2 separate regions of the Mus musculus genome follow, and region 1 is linked to region 2. A link is a contact called in public HiChIP or PLAC-seq data. All regions are on one chromosome and are shown on one strand. Each heading gives the region's core, a stretch centred on a gene start, on an enhancer-like site or on the middle of the called end of the contact. The rest is flanking DNA. Distances are from core to core; before and after follow the strand shown.

Region 1 (7,394 bases), core at 2,258-4,757, 170 kb before region 2:
ACAGTTAGGGGGCACGAGCAAGCAAGCAGCAGAACACTTAACTACCCAGGGGGACAATCCAGGTGACAAAACCAATTAAAGAAATTAAGCAAGATAAAAGCTTTAGAGGAAGCATTATTTTGTCCACAACAAAAGCCCACGAGTAACGAGAGCACATGTTATAACGCGGAAGGTCTTTTATGTCCCATAATGCTTCGGGCTTTCTGTGAGAAGCCATCTATTTGGGGAAGAAGGAAAGCTGCCGCGGGAGCCCCGTGAGGACTGCCAAGTAGAAGCACTGTTAATAGTTAACTGTACAGTGACTGGCTGGGTCCTGCCAGCTCTGCCCTCCCCAGCCTGCTGACACATGCAAATGTCCCAGAGCATGCAAACTCTTCTGAAATACTGCACTCTATGTTAAAAAGAAAAGAAGCCTATCACTAAAGCCATGCTAACCACACAGGTACATAAATATAGAGTGAACACCACACTTTATCGTCCTCCGAGTCTTTCATTAGAACGTTTTACAATATAGTTAAACTGAATGTGGGCTGCTGGGATTCCAGTCTTTCATTGTACCTTATCCATCTATGTATGCATTTTAGGTCTTTCTGCTCATTTTTTCAGGAAACCACACTCAGATTTTCATTGTACTTAACCACTTTAAACAGGAAAAGGATTATATCTATTTCAATCAGTTAAAAACAAAACAGAACAGAACAAAACAAAACAAAACCAAAACCAAACCAAACCAAAAACAAAAACCAAAAAAACCTGTATCTACAATAAAGCTACATGCCAAGCTAAAAGGTGAAAGGTCATAGTACCAGGTCAAAGGTTGCCTCGAGGGGTCGCTTCAGTGATTTGACAGCCGACTGAGTCTTAATTAGCAGGCAGCGAGCACATGATGGCAATGGGCCAGTGGGGTTCAAGCGCATTAACATAAACAGCAAGCAGAGGTGCATCATGGGGGCAGCAGTGCATTTTGGGTAGGTGAGAAAAAACAAATAAAAAAACAAATCATCGGAATGCCATATACAACGAATAACAAGACTAAGCATGCACAATAAAGGCACTATTGAGTTGTTATTGGAGGATAATTCCTCTTTGTAGTTAATTTCAAATAATACTCTAAAGAAAAAAAAGGGGGGGTGGTGAAAGAAAGAGAAAAGGAGAGAGTCTGCCTTCTGTATTTTTGCTCAAGTATCCATAAACAAACACAGAAAAGACCTCTCTCATGATCATTTTACTGTGCCATGACAATGATTTTTGTATGAATATTTAAAGAATAAGTTATATATTTATATTAAAAAGGACAGCGTTAAAACAGCTAAGCCAAGAAGAAATGGCCTCCTTAAACTCATCTACTAGGTCTCATTGAAGTTGATCTTAAGATAAACCACTTAGCATCTACCCTAAATGATCCTTACTTATTTATTCATTTTTTAAACACTCCTTGAGTGCTAGTGCTCTTCTCTTCCCTGTATAGTGGCTTAGTCAATATTTGGCACTGTAATAATCATGTTTCTGCCACAGTAGGCCTTCACACGATCTCGACAGCGGATCATTCAAAAGGATCATTGCAGCTAATTTAAAAACAATTTTGTTGAAGCTATTCTCCTAAATAGTTTCAGATGATGTTATTAAAGGCAAGATAAATGTAAAGAAGAGCCTTGATGTGGGGAAGAACACACTCAAGGAGAACAAGGGCCAGCTGGATGGCATACAGAAATCAGAGACTGGAAATGGCAGTGTCGTTCAATCAGAAAGGCGACAAGTGGTTCCTTATGAAGCAGGAATTTCAGAAACCCTACATCCAGAATGAGACAGTCTTAGGGGTTAGGCTAAGAGGATGAGCAACATTTGAGGAGTTATCCTTGCGTCTGTGAATGGTAGCTTCTTTATGTATTGTGTGGGATACCTGAACAAACATATCTTCAGCAAAACGGGAGGAAGAGGTTAATAGATGAATAGCTGGCAGTAGAGAAATTGTTCACTATCTTTTCTGATTGCTGACAGGAGGGCACTGCTGTCTCCACTCACCATGGCAGCTGCAGTAGCTGCAGCCTGTGCTGCTGCAGCCTGGTTGACCTGGTATTGGGCAGCCTTGATCTTGGCTTGCAGGTGTGCGGGAGGATGGAAGTATTTGCACTTTTCCCGAGAGCATCTCCCCTTGATGTAATCCATGCAGACAGTGACTGTGTTGTCATTGGTATCAATCATTGTGCTGTCAGCAGGATGAGCAAACCGACAGTCATTTTCTCCTCTGTTGCAATTGCCACGCTGGTACTCTCGACACACCTATGAGGTCATTAAATGCACGGGATTCAGTCAATATGAGCATGCGGGTCCTTTCTGAAAACAGTAATCCAACTATCCAAATTGGTGACCAAGGGTGTACATGGAGGGAGAGGGCAAACTAGAGCAATGTAGTGGCATAACTCAGCAGTGCTTAGCATTTAAATATTAGCACATTTCCAGGGGAATGTTCTTGAGAAAGAAAATATGTTTACAGTGAACAGAGAGCATATAATGAAACATCTATCCACTATTGTGTTGGTTTCCTTATTAATTAGAGAGGGGGAAAGTCTGGATTTTATAGTGAGGAGAGCCAGCAGCCATCATTCTCACCAAGTAAATGCATAAAGATTGAGACACAGGGACACACCACTCTGTTGGTGTGATTCAAAACCAACACACCACATCACGGTATTTGTATCATTTCCTATTGTTAAAACTGAGGACTACCAGTCAAACCAGATAGGAAGCATTTTATAAAATAATCAAACATTGTTTCAAAGTGCCATGCACACTACCAGGAGAAAGATTAAGTCACTGCCGTGGACAGTGATCATGGAGCCTGAGAAGGGATGCTGGCAGGACAGCTGCTTACACCTGCTGCAGGAGCCCAGGAGACACTGCACCAACTGACATCCTGAGCCGGAGTCCTGAAACCACACAGTGGGAGGACAGAACTTACTCCTGCAAACCATCCTTTGCTGTCCACATAACACTCTGGGGCATGAGTGCATGCATGTGACCAGACACATGGACAAATAAAGAATCAATGTAATCAAAACTTAAATCTGATTCAGGTATACAGATCATTTAATTTATAGTAAATGAAAGTTAAATTTTTGGATTTGTAAGCAGTACTGAAGTTATTTAGTCTAGTGAATATCAGGCAAGAACTTTCAGCTGTATACTTGTAACTCTTGGATAAAACAAAATTGTTCCAAGTAAAAAACAAAACATTCTAGCCGGAGAGCCTTTCTAACCAAAATGTTTCGAGGAGTCACTTTTGGGTACAAGGCAGCTGTAGAAAGTGGATGGAGAAAGACACTCATGTGTGTTACTGTGTATTTGCTTTGTATCTGTTAATTTTACTGTATCCGTGGGAGGAGGTAAAATGTATTCTTTCTCATTCATTTGTTCTTTGAGTTGTACTGAATGAAGTTTCCAAGTCTCCCCTTTGGGAGTTAGATCTTTTGACCACCAGGGGGCGATCTAAAACACTGAATGACCTTACAAGTTTGAACTCTGGTTTCAAACCTCAAATTTTTTACAACACATACTTCAAAGACACAGCTTTTATACATCCTGGATGTCTGCCCCCCAAAACAAGGCAGATGCAAACACTGGACACCATTTCTTAGTTAAGCAAGAACAAGATGCTATGATTTTTATAGTTCTTTTTTTTTTTTTTTTTTTTTTTTTTTTTGGATTTTCGAGACAGGGTTTCTCTGTGTAGCCCTGGCTGTCCTGGAACTCACTCTGTAGACCAGGCTGGCCTCGAACTCAGAAATCCGCCTGCCTTTGCCTCCCAAGTGCTGGGATTAAAGGCGTGCGCCACCACGCCCGGCGATTTTTATAGTTCTAATAAAACGACCACGTGTAAACCTAGCCCCTAACTGTATTAATAACCTATTATTGTAGAAAGTGGTTCATATTAAGAACTTGGGTTTGGCTACACGTTAAAAACCATGTTGTAAATGAATACTGGAAACATTCACCTACCTAAAGACCTGCATTCTACAGCACAGCAACAGCCTAACTCAGCTACTGCCCTTCCTTAGTTTATTTAATTGTTAAGTATGCTGAATAACTAACAATACAGATGATTTAGGAAGTTACAAAAGACTGTTTTGATTAGTATATTCATCTTCTTGAACAGGAAAAAAAAACTTATGAGTAACAAAGAGGTCAAAGTTCAGAAAGCAAATGTGTCCAAGTTGTGTTTCAGAACAAGCCCCCTTTCTAGCTGAGTCCCAAGGGAAGTTGTGGGACCTTCCAAACACAGGTTCCAGGAGCATGTTCCAAACTATGGCCTAATCACTGGGGCCACGTTAGGAGATACTCTGAATAAAAATACATTACAATGAAGTCAGTTTACCTCTCCATAAAAATACATTTTGTGTTAAATCTATGTCTAGTACTAAACGAAACCTAACATTGTGGCTTGATTTAACACGACTTCAGACAGGTCCAGGTGTTCTCTCTATTCAGACGTCAACAACCCTCTTTCTAAGTCTAAGAGTGAGCTGAAAGCAGAATACTTAACGCTATGTGTCGATCTTGCCACATTGACAGGAAGACCTTTGACCTAAAGACAGTGTATTTGTGAGTTCTGTTTGTGCATGTATGGTTTTCTACAGGTTAAGGACTGCTTGATGACAATTTACACTTCACTCTTTTGTGGAATGCACACAGGGGCTTTGTACAAATAGTTAACCAGAGCTGATAACTAGGAATCTACCCAGAATGCAATGGAAAAGCATCTTCTCCTAAGATTTTAGCATTCATTGGTCATTTTTGCTGCAGTTTTAACTTTGAGTTTAGGAAAATAGTGTAGGAGACAGCTTATTACAAAAGTTTAACTAGTGAGAGGCTTGCAAGAAAAGTCTGGCAGATATTAGATGTACTCTGGAATGTTGGAGACTGAATGAAGCCAACTTTAAAACACAGTCGCTCTTACAGTCACCACCAGCAGAAGGGTCTATCTGCAGACTGCTAAACAGCAGAAGGGTCTATCTGCAGACTGCTAAATACAGATTTGGTCTGTTTCTTTTTCTGAAATGCCGAGGAAACTTTAGTCTGAGTTTACCAATCTCATTCAAACAAGACAGAACTTTTAGATGTAGTCTACATTGGTAAATTAAGATTAAAAACTTTTTTCAATATATTTAATCTCATAATTTAAAACAGGGTGAGAACTTAAGAAACAGACACATTTAAAAAAAAAATCCAAGCAATGTTCTGACTATATTTTCCTTTTGTGCAGTTTTCAGTTTGCACAGACTTTTGCATGGCTGTGATCAGGGTACAACTTGGTTATCATTTTCAGAAAGCAATGCCTTACTTAACAGTTTCAACATTTTCATTTTCCTCTATGAGGTCAATGTCACCATTTCCGATTGCACCTCAGTTATCAAACACTGCACACAGTATGGATGACTCTTCAGTGGATCTAGAGATTATTTCCATTGCTTTCTTATTATGAATACTTTTGCAAAGGAAATATGACAATAGGCATTTTGGATAATTTTCTAATTTGAATATGTAGAAATAAAATTTGTAGGTCAAAAATTTAAAGTATTTCCTGTAGTTTGATTTTCTTAAACCTAAATTAAAATGATCAGTTACACTAAGCCATACACAAAATCAGATTCAATCAAAAAAGACTACTGTGTGTCTTACTCTGTGAACATTAAGTAGGCTATTTATACAGTGTAACAGGAAACCGATAAAAGTTGCTTTTAATATAAAATGTAGCATTTCCACTGCAATATTCACCAAAACATCATAAATTCTATCTCTCATACAACTTTTGTAGGATAATTATAAACTTTAGTCAATAGGAAAAAGCTGCCAATTTCCAAAGAAATGTGAATATGGAATGATAAATATTTTGGTTAAATAAATAGGATAGTATCAACAAGGCACAAAGAAGATGGAGTTTGCAATTTTGGAACTATTTCTTGTCATAGAAAGACATTCAGAAAATGAAACAATATCAACAGCAATTAAAACAGAAATACTAATTAGTGTAAAGAAAACAGCTTATAACACAGCACTCAAATCTATTTAATATAAGTAGTTCCACTGTTTAGTCTTTATTTTTAAAAATGTAACAAATATAATTGAAAACAATAGGAAGATTTCCATGTCTCATAAGGTGGTGACTGTTGGGGGTCCTGGGGAAATCACGTCAATGCTGGAACTCTAAAGCTGGACAGTTATTGCACAGCTTTTCAGAAGAGATCCTCTAGAGGGCGCATGTTTGTTTTTTACCACATCTGTGTAACAAACTCAGCAATATTTAGAGAATAACACTAAAAGTCAGGAATGGAAAAATAACCATAATGGTGGCCAGGGACTTAGTTGACCTTAATATTCTGGGATGTCAACAAGTCCCAAGGACTTCATTTCTATTAAGCTTATCATCACATGTTAGCCTTAAAAGTCATTCCTGGTGGTGAAATCTCTGGGGTGGCAAACACCTTTAACCTGTTTAATCCTTACACCCTAGGACAGAGGACAGAGGAAGGCACATCTCTGAGTGCAAAGCCTACCATGTTTACATTCTGAGTACCAGAGAAACTAGGGCTATGCAGTGAAACTTTGCCAATCAATCAATCAATCAATCAATCAAAATAAAAAAGTATTCTTGATAATCAGTAATTTGATTATGGCTCTAATATTTATTCTAAAAAGAATACAAGAAAAAAAATAAAAAGAAACTGCTTGTACTTCCATGAAATGAATTAAGTTTCCTAAGTTTAAAACTCTGGTGAACCTCATTGATCAATCATAGTTAAGTTATATTTATAATCACATTTTAATATAAAATATAAATTTTATATTTATAATCACTTAAATCACACATAAATTTTGATTTATTTTTCTAAAACAAACCAACCAAACAAACGAACAAAAACCCCAGAGAATCTGCTTATTTATTTAAATATCTTTCAGGATTTCTGTTAAGATCCAATGGGTATTTTTTTTTAAATTATAATGTGGGCATCATCATCTTTTAGTTCAGAAAGTACAACATACCTATATTATTATTCACACTGGGTATGAAATATACATCATTATATTGTGTACATGTATACATTTGTCATTTAACTACATATCTTTAAAGGTCAACTATGAGTGTGTAGGAATGACCAACATGTATTAAGTCCATTTCAGGGTTTCTGTCACTCTACGAAATGCTGCATAAATTCAAAAGAACAATAATTCAGGTACAGCATTAAAGTCATCAACATGTTAAAGCCTATAACTCTACAGATATTTTATTACTCTTTCAAAATAAGAGAAATTTAAACATTAATTTAAATGAAAAATTTGTGAAATAGTAGGAAATGAGTAGTCAAGCCAAAGTTGGTAATTACCTTATATTAAAATAA
Region 2 (6,823 bases), core at 4,275-6,774:
ATTGTTCTAGTTGAATTTTACTCTACAAACCCAAACACTATTTTTAAACCACAGGTACAGAATAATCTATGTACCATTTAAATCTGGTGAATTTAATGACTCCATTGAAACAGGATTTTAAACTACTTGCTCAGTGACACTACAGGGTGCTGAATCTGCTACCGAGAATTTCAAGACTGTTTCACGTTTCTTCCCTTCAGGGAAAACATCATGATAATGTCCTGCTGGCTGGATCTGCAGCTCATCCACTTCTAGATTTGGTGTGAGTGCCAACAATCACATTACAGAGTTGTCTTGAAAACCATGTTCCAGGAATTTTTCATAGAAGAACTTGTTCAATCAATATTCACTAACTCATTCAAGAGATATTGTGTATGTAATGATATGTGATGCTATACACACACAGACACAGACACAGACACAGACACAGACACAGACACAGACACAGACACCGACACACACACACACACACACACACACACACACTTTTATTTGCTTGTTTGTGTTTTGAGACAGGGTCTCTCTGTGTAACAGCTCTGCTGTCCCAGAACTAGCTCTGGAGACCAAGATAGCCTGGAACTCATAGAGATCTACTTGTTCCTGCCTCCTGAGTTCTGGGGTCAAAGGCATGTACCATCACACTCAGCCCTCAACATTTATTTTCTTCATAAACAGAAACTGAAGGTATCATCCCTAATAAATAAAGTTCTGAGGGGACAGAATCTTGGCCCCAAGTGGTTTCATATACTTAGCAAATATCTCAATCAAATAATGTTTTGAATTTTCCTTGAAACTATAGAAAGGCAACACAAAAAGAGGAAGCAATCACTTTGGAATATTTACTTTATATACATAAAAATACAGCCAGAGGGCCATTTTGTGTCACCAATGTGAAATCATGAGCATAAGAAATCATGTTTGTAATCTAGGGGATTTCTGCTTTTGGCCAAAGGGAATAACCATATCTTTACTTGAAAACAAGCAACTATAAACCAGGAGAAAATATTTTTTAAATCCTCTATGTTTAGAAACTGGATAGTTCAGAAATGAATCAAATGAGTTGAGATTCTTCTTCTTCTTCTTCTTCTTCTTCTTCTTCTTCTTCTTCTTCTTCTTCTTCTTCTTCTTCTTCTTCTTCTTCTTCTCCTCCTCCTCCTCCTCCTCCTCCTCCTCCTCCTCTTCCTCCTCCTCCTCCTCCTTCTTGTTCTTCTTGTTCTTCTTCTTTGTAGTACTTTTATTTTTTACAGTCTACAACCAGCCATTGAGCCCCTCCAGGTACTCCTCCCACAGTTCTTTATCCCATTTCTCTTCCCCCATGTCTTTGAGGGGATGTTCCCCCAACCTCTGCCAGGCCTCCCCACTCCCTGGGGCCTCAATTTGGAGACAACTTCTGAGCTTTGTAACAAAGTAATGGAGAAGTGAGAAACCTAGCAGTCTCATCAGACTAGGGTGACTAATCCCAGCTGAAGGGGGTGGCAGCAGTTAGAATTTATAAGGCAAATTACCTGATAGAGATATGTAAAGAAATACTTCCAAAAATTGAATATGGCTTGGGACTCTGTAATTCTTTGGTTATAAATTACAAATGTAATTTCATGTGAAGCCCCATGAGTTCAAGCTAGGAATATCTTCTACATTTAGAAGATCTGTATAGGAATTGTGTGATGAACAATGCACACGATACATATTGCTGAGTTTTGAATTCCCATCAAGTAGAGCAAAGCTGTTTTACTGGATGCATAAAATATTCAATGAAGCTCAGAGAAAGGTCCACAGCAGAATATTGGAGGTAACATTTCTTGGAGCAAAGGCTGCCTACTTCACTGAAATAACTTGAATAGGAACGTTAAAAGACCATCATTTTAAAATGTGACTAAACCATAATGTTCTTCAAAGGAATGCAACAAAATCTGGCTCAGCATCTGAACATTCACAATGCTTCATGCTTGATACAAATTACTCACTTTATGAAGATGGATAAGGTTTATTGCTCACCCTGACAAAAGTCACATGACAGAAGCCATTCTAGAGAGGAAGCAATGACAGATCAGTGCTAACATGGAAAATATAACTATTCCCCAAGACCATCAGGGTCTTAGAGAAAATGAACAAGAAAAAAACAAATGGAATGTGTAATAGTGAAACTTAGTAAGTTAAAAGGGAATTCCACTGAATAAAATTAACAGTAGGAATTCATTTCAGAAGAGAAGCTGAATACGTATAAATCAGTGACAGTGGAAGTTACTTGAAATAAAGTACAGAAAAATCAACTGTTAAAAAATATCTTTGATGGCCTTAGCGGATAATTACCAAGTGGTCAAGTTTAAATGCATTTAGAGACCCAGAAATGCAAAGGAGAAAACAGGGCAGGGGTAAGGGATAAAGTTTTCATACGTGTTGAAAAATTATGAAGTTATTGATTGAAAGATTATAATTCTGAAGCCAAGTGAACGAAAAGTGAACTGTTCTACCATATATTATAAACTAATGTGGAAAGAGATTGCTGGGTCTGAGAATAAAGACTGATGTATAGACATGTGGTGCCTGGGCCTTGGACTACTAGCCACCTGACCCTGCCTGCCCTTGGGAGTTGGAGGTGAGGTGGTGCAGAGTCAAACACACAGACTCTGGGAGCAGGTGAGAAAAGCAGCAGCAAGCTCATCCCAGCACTCCTGCTGCAAGCTCCTTTTATACCCTCTACCCATGGCCCATTGTTCCGAAGAAAACATCTTTTCTAAACAGCAGTTCAAAATTGCCTGCCATTGTCTACACCAGCAACCCTCTGTCTCTCACAGTCCTCAATTAGGTCTGTGTGGCCCCTGGTGTGTACATAGAGGTGGCCCTGCTATTCCTGCTACATGAAAGGAAGGAGATGGAGGTAGAGTCACAACTTAGGCAAGTACCAGTTTCACTGGCATTTATTCCATGGGAGTCATAGGTTCAGCTGTAGACCTGACCCAAACTAGAGTCCCCTGGGAAGAATGATCCATCAGTTGGGGAATTGCCTCCATCAGATTGGCCTGTGCAGAATTGTGTTGATTGTTAGAGGGTTTAACCCACTGTGTATAGAATCTCCCCTGGGCAGGTTGGCCTAAGCTGTATATAAATGGTAGCTGAACCTGAGCCTGCAGCAGCACTCCTCCATGGTCTCTGCTTCAGTTCTTGCCTCCACATTCTGACTTGAGTTCCTGTTCAACTTCCCTCAATGGTGGACTGTTATGTGGAAATGTAAACCGAAATAAATATTTTCCTCCCCAAGTTGCTTTCCTGGTCAGGGTTTTGTCAGAAGCCACAGAAAGCAAGCTGGAACAATGGGCACTCTCTGGGGATTTATATCGGACAGCTATAAACTATTACTGTGGCTTCAATTACTGTCACAGTTTTATGGGAGATAAAAAAATAATCAAAAGCATAAAATGAAGTGAATCCAATGCTGTCAGACACTTACAATCAAAGGCTTTAGAAATTTCTCAGCTTAAAGATGTTACCTACTGATCATTCCTGCTAGGAACTTCTGCATCATTTATTCACTAAACAATCAGTGAGCAGTTTGCATGGGGAAAGGGTTTACATGCAACAATATCTCAGATCTTTTGATAAGTATTTGTAGCAGTCATAAAGCACATCAGACCCCCGAGACTTAGGATTTTGATGAAACAAAGCCTCCTCTCATCTTTTAAAAGATTTAGTGGATTTATTATCGGAAAATCGAAGGTGCTTGAAATTCAAGAGCTGTAGAAATCATTTAGTACACTAGTCTCCAAACCCACATGGAGCATGCCAGCTAACTATCACAGGTGGATGAAACAGTGATGGTGGACCTCAGATGGGCTGAGCAGATGGCCCCCTGATGTGACCAAAGTGGTAGAATACATTGTGGATGAGAACTCATGGGTTTTCTTTGCCTCATATTTAATATGGATTGACACGTCACATATAAACTTCATTTTTACATACCTTAGACATTTGTGCTTGCAAAGCCTCAATTATTTTTTTTTAAAGATTTATTTATTATTATTCATAAGTACACTGTAGCTGACTTCAGACACACCAGAAGAGGGCGTCAGATCTCATTACAGATGGTTGTGAGCCACCATGTGGTTGCTGGGATTTGAACTCAGGACCTCAGTAGAGCAATTGGTGCTCTTACCCGCTGAGCCATCTCTCCAGCCCCCTCAATTATTTTTTGTTTGGCTTTTTTTACTTGTTCTCTCTCTTTCTGTCTCTCCGTATCTCTGTCTCTCTCTGTGTCTCTGTCTCTGTCTCTCTTCTCTCTCTCTCTCTCTCTCTCTCTCTCTCTCTCTCTCTCTCTCTCTCTCTCTCTCTCTCTCTGTTTTTCTCTGTCTCCCACACCACATGTATAAGCACTAAGAGGTTATACATGAGGTTTTTGAGAAGGCACATTCCTCCAGGACACAGAAAAACATAATTTCAATTCTCAATGTCTTATGCTGTTTTATATAAATGAAACTCATGTTTGTGTCTTTGAATAGACAGACATCAGATATTATTCAGCCATATTTATAGAATTGCTGATATTTATTCATTCATTATTTGAGAGTGGATGTGTACATGCACACATGTGTATGTGTATCTGTATCTATGTACATTTCTGAGAGTCATGTGTATCTGTGGAAGTCAAAAGACTTTATCTCTACAATGAGAGACTGTATTGAGATAATCAGGTTTAGTTGGAAGTCCCTTTATCTGATGAGACATTCCACTTTCCCCTGTAAAATTATTTTCTGGGGATTTTTTTTTTTTTGGTGTGTGTGTGTGTGTGTGTGTGTGTGTGTGTGTGTGTGCATGTGTGGGCTACATGTACATGTTTGTGCACTTGCATGTGAAGGTCATAGATTTGTGTTGGGAATCATCCTATGTTAGTCTTCTATTGCATTAATCATTGCAAGACTTCTCAATCTATCTCAGAGCTTGTCAACCTGGCTAGTCTTGCTAGCCAGTTTGCTGTCTCCTTTGAGGACTAGAAATATAGGCAAGTCACCATGCCTATTAGGCATTTACATAGATTTCTTGTGATCTAAACTCTGGTCCTCACACTTGGGCAGCAAGTGTGACAATGGGGCCTCTTCCCAGCCCCAGGGAATTATTTTTAGTGTACTAAGTCTGATCTGCATGACTCATTTTAGACTTCTCACAATTATGCACTAAATTATAATACTCACTAAAACCAAAACAGAAACAAAGTTATTAAATTTGGTAAGAATGAAACAGAGAAATAGGCTCAGCGTGTATTGAAGTACTGTCCCACACAGTATCCAAAAACCAAGGAAGCTATTTACATTTAAATTAATTAAACTATTCAAAAATTAGTTGTATACTATCATCTGCCACTTTTCAAGGCCTCAACTGCCATATTTAGCTATTGGATACGTTATTAAACAACCAAAAATTTTAAAAAGTTCATTACCATAGAGATTCTTTTGATAGCATTGCACTAGAGAGATATGGCAAATTGAAGAAAATTGCCCTGTCATATACAGGCATAAAAACCACACTTCCCAGCTCTAATCACAGCAGGAAAGTTCTGAGAAAAAGAAGTCCCATTGTCCTTATTTCCTTCTGATATGTCACTCAGCTGGCATGTCTTCTTTGCTTTGTACCTTTTTCTGGTTCATCTTTCTTGCTCAAACTACATACAAAATCAGAGGGGTGCCAACCATTCCTTTGCCACCCATTTAACCTGCTAAATAAGCATTTAGTGCAGTAGTCTTCAAACACATGTGATAAGGACCTTGTGGGTGCACTGGAGGGTAGACACTGTGCCTACAATTGTTTGGAATATAATGTTTTAAGCAGTATTTTTCTGTCTGTTTTGTGTCTCCAGCAACTATTATTGTCCCCACAGCTCTCCCAAGGATGAGATTCTAATGCTTAAAATTCCAGCAGGTTCCTTAATTTTTCTTGAGCTTGTTTTCCCAAGTTAATAGCTACTTTGTGTCAGGGATGTTTCCCTCTGTAGCTGTTTGTGATTTATTGGGCAAATGTCCTTAGGCCTACAGAGCCTGGAATCCAAAGGCCTTGGCAATTAAAAAGGACAAAGTTTGTCAGAGGGAGCTTTTATGAAATGCCAGGTTGGTTTTCAAAAATGGAAACTCTTGCAATAAAAAGTAAGATGAAGCAACACAATGATCTACTTCCTTCCTGGGATTGGACACGTTGGCTGGGATCCAAGGTCTGTAATGTTTCCTTTTCTGACTTTGGAACAACTAACTAAGGCCTCTGCTATTTAGTTTTCTGCTATTAAAATGCACCCAACAATAACTTCTCACTCTGCTGATATTCAGAAGGCCTAATTTTAACCAAAAAACCTCACTGGGAAATGATGATGGTAGGGAGCTGTTATTGTGTCTTCCTGCAGCCTCTCAGCCAATTAAAAGTTTGTTAAACTTTGCATTCAAAATCAAAATAATGAATGCATTCAATATTGTTTTCTTTCTTCTGCAAGACTTGAAAGATGTGGTAGAACTGGGACACCAACCCAGCCACAAAATCTGTGGTCCATAACCTTCCCTGCCTGGAAGATGTGTGAGGGAAATGGTGGCTCAGAGCTTGTGGTAGTGGCCAAAACATTGACTGATCTAACTTCAAGCCCATACCACAAGAGGGATCCTATGCCTGATACAGCCTGGATGGACAGGTTCAGGAAGCTGAATGGCTCTGATTCCTAGGTTAGAACCAAACATGACTGAGAAAAACAGAGAGAGAGAGAGAGAGAGAGAGAGAGAGAGAGAGAGAGAGAGAGAGAGGAAGAGAAATACATACATACATACATACATACATACAGACAGACAGACAGACAGAA

The links. HiChIP or PLAC-seq counts read pairs in DNA pulled down with a chosen protein or histone mark.
Region 1: a BATF HiChIP or PLAC-seq map of CD8 T cells shows a contact between it and region 2, with 5 read pairs. The contact joins two enhancer-like sites. A contact is called at or near these places in 2 of 484 Hi-C or Micro-C datasets (nephron progenitors and peritoneal macrophages), 1 of 115 datasets of contacts at active chromatin or transcription factors (CD8 T cells) and 2 of 9 other capture datasets (adipose tissue and liver).

Annotation. Positions count from the first base shown.
Region 1 is chr3:60,608,149-60,615,542 of GRCm38.p6, reverse strand. It overlaps Mbnl1 (muscleblind like splicing factor 1), which reads right to left. Exons shown (of 10, transcript NM_020007.4): 5 at 2,023-2,280. Among named protein-coding and RNA genes, the nearest start is that of Mbnl1, 110 kb to the right of the region's middle. Within about 2 kb of position 3,507, at least 12 of the 459 cell types and tissues checked have an H3K27ac peak or open chromatin away from gene starts, as enhancers often do. A contact at or near this core is called in CD8 T cells, where this site is marked.
Region 2 is chr3:60,437,227-60,444,049 of GRCm38.p6, reverse strand. No RefSeq gene overlaps it. Among named protein-coding and RNA genes, the nearest start is that of Mbnl1, 61 kb to the left of the region's middle. Within about 2 kb of position 5,524, at least 45 of the 459 cell types and tissues checked have an H3K27ac peak or open chromatin away from gene starts, as enhancers often do. A contact at or near this core is called in CD8 T cells, where this site is marked.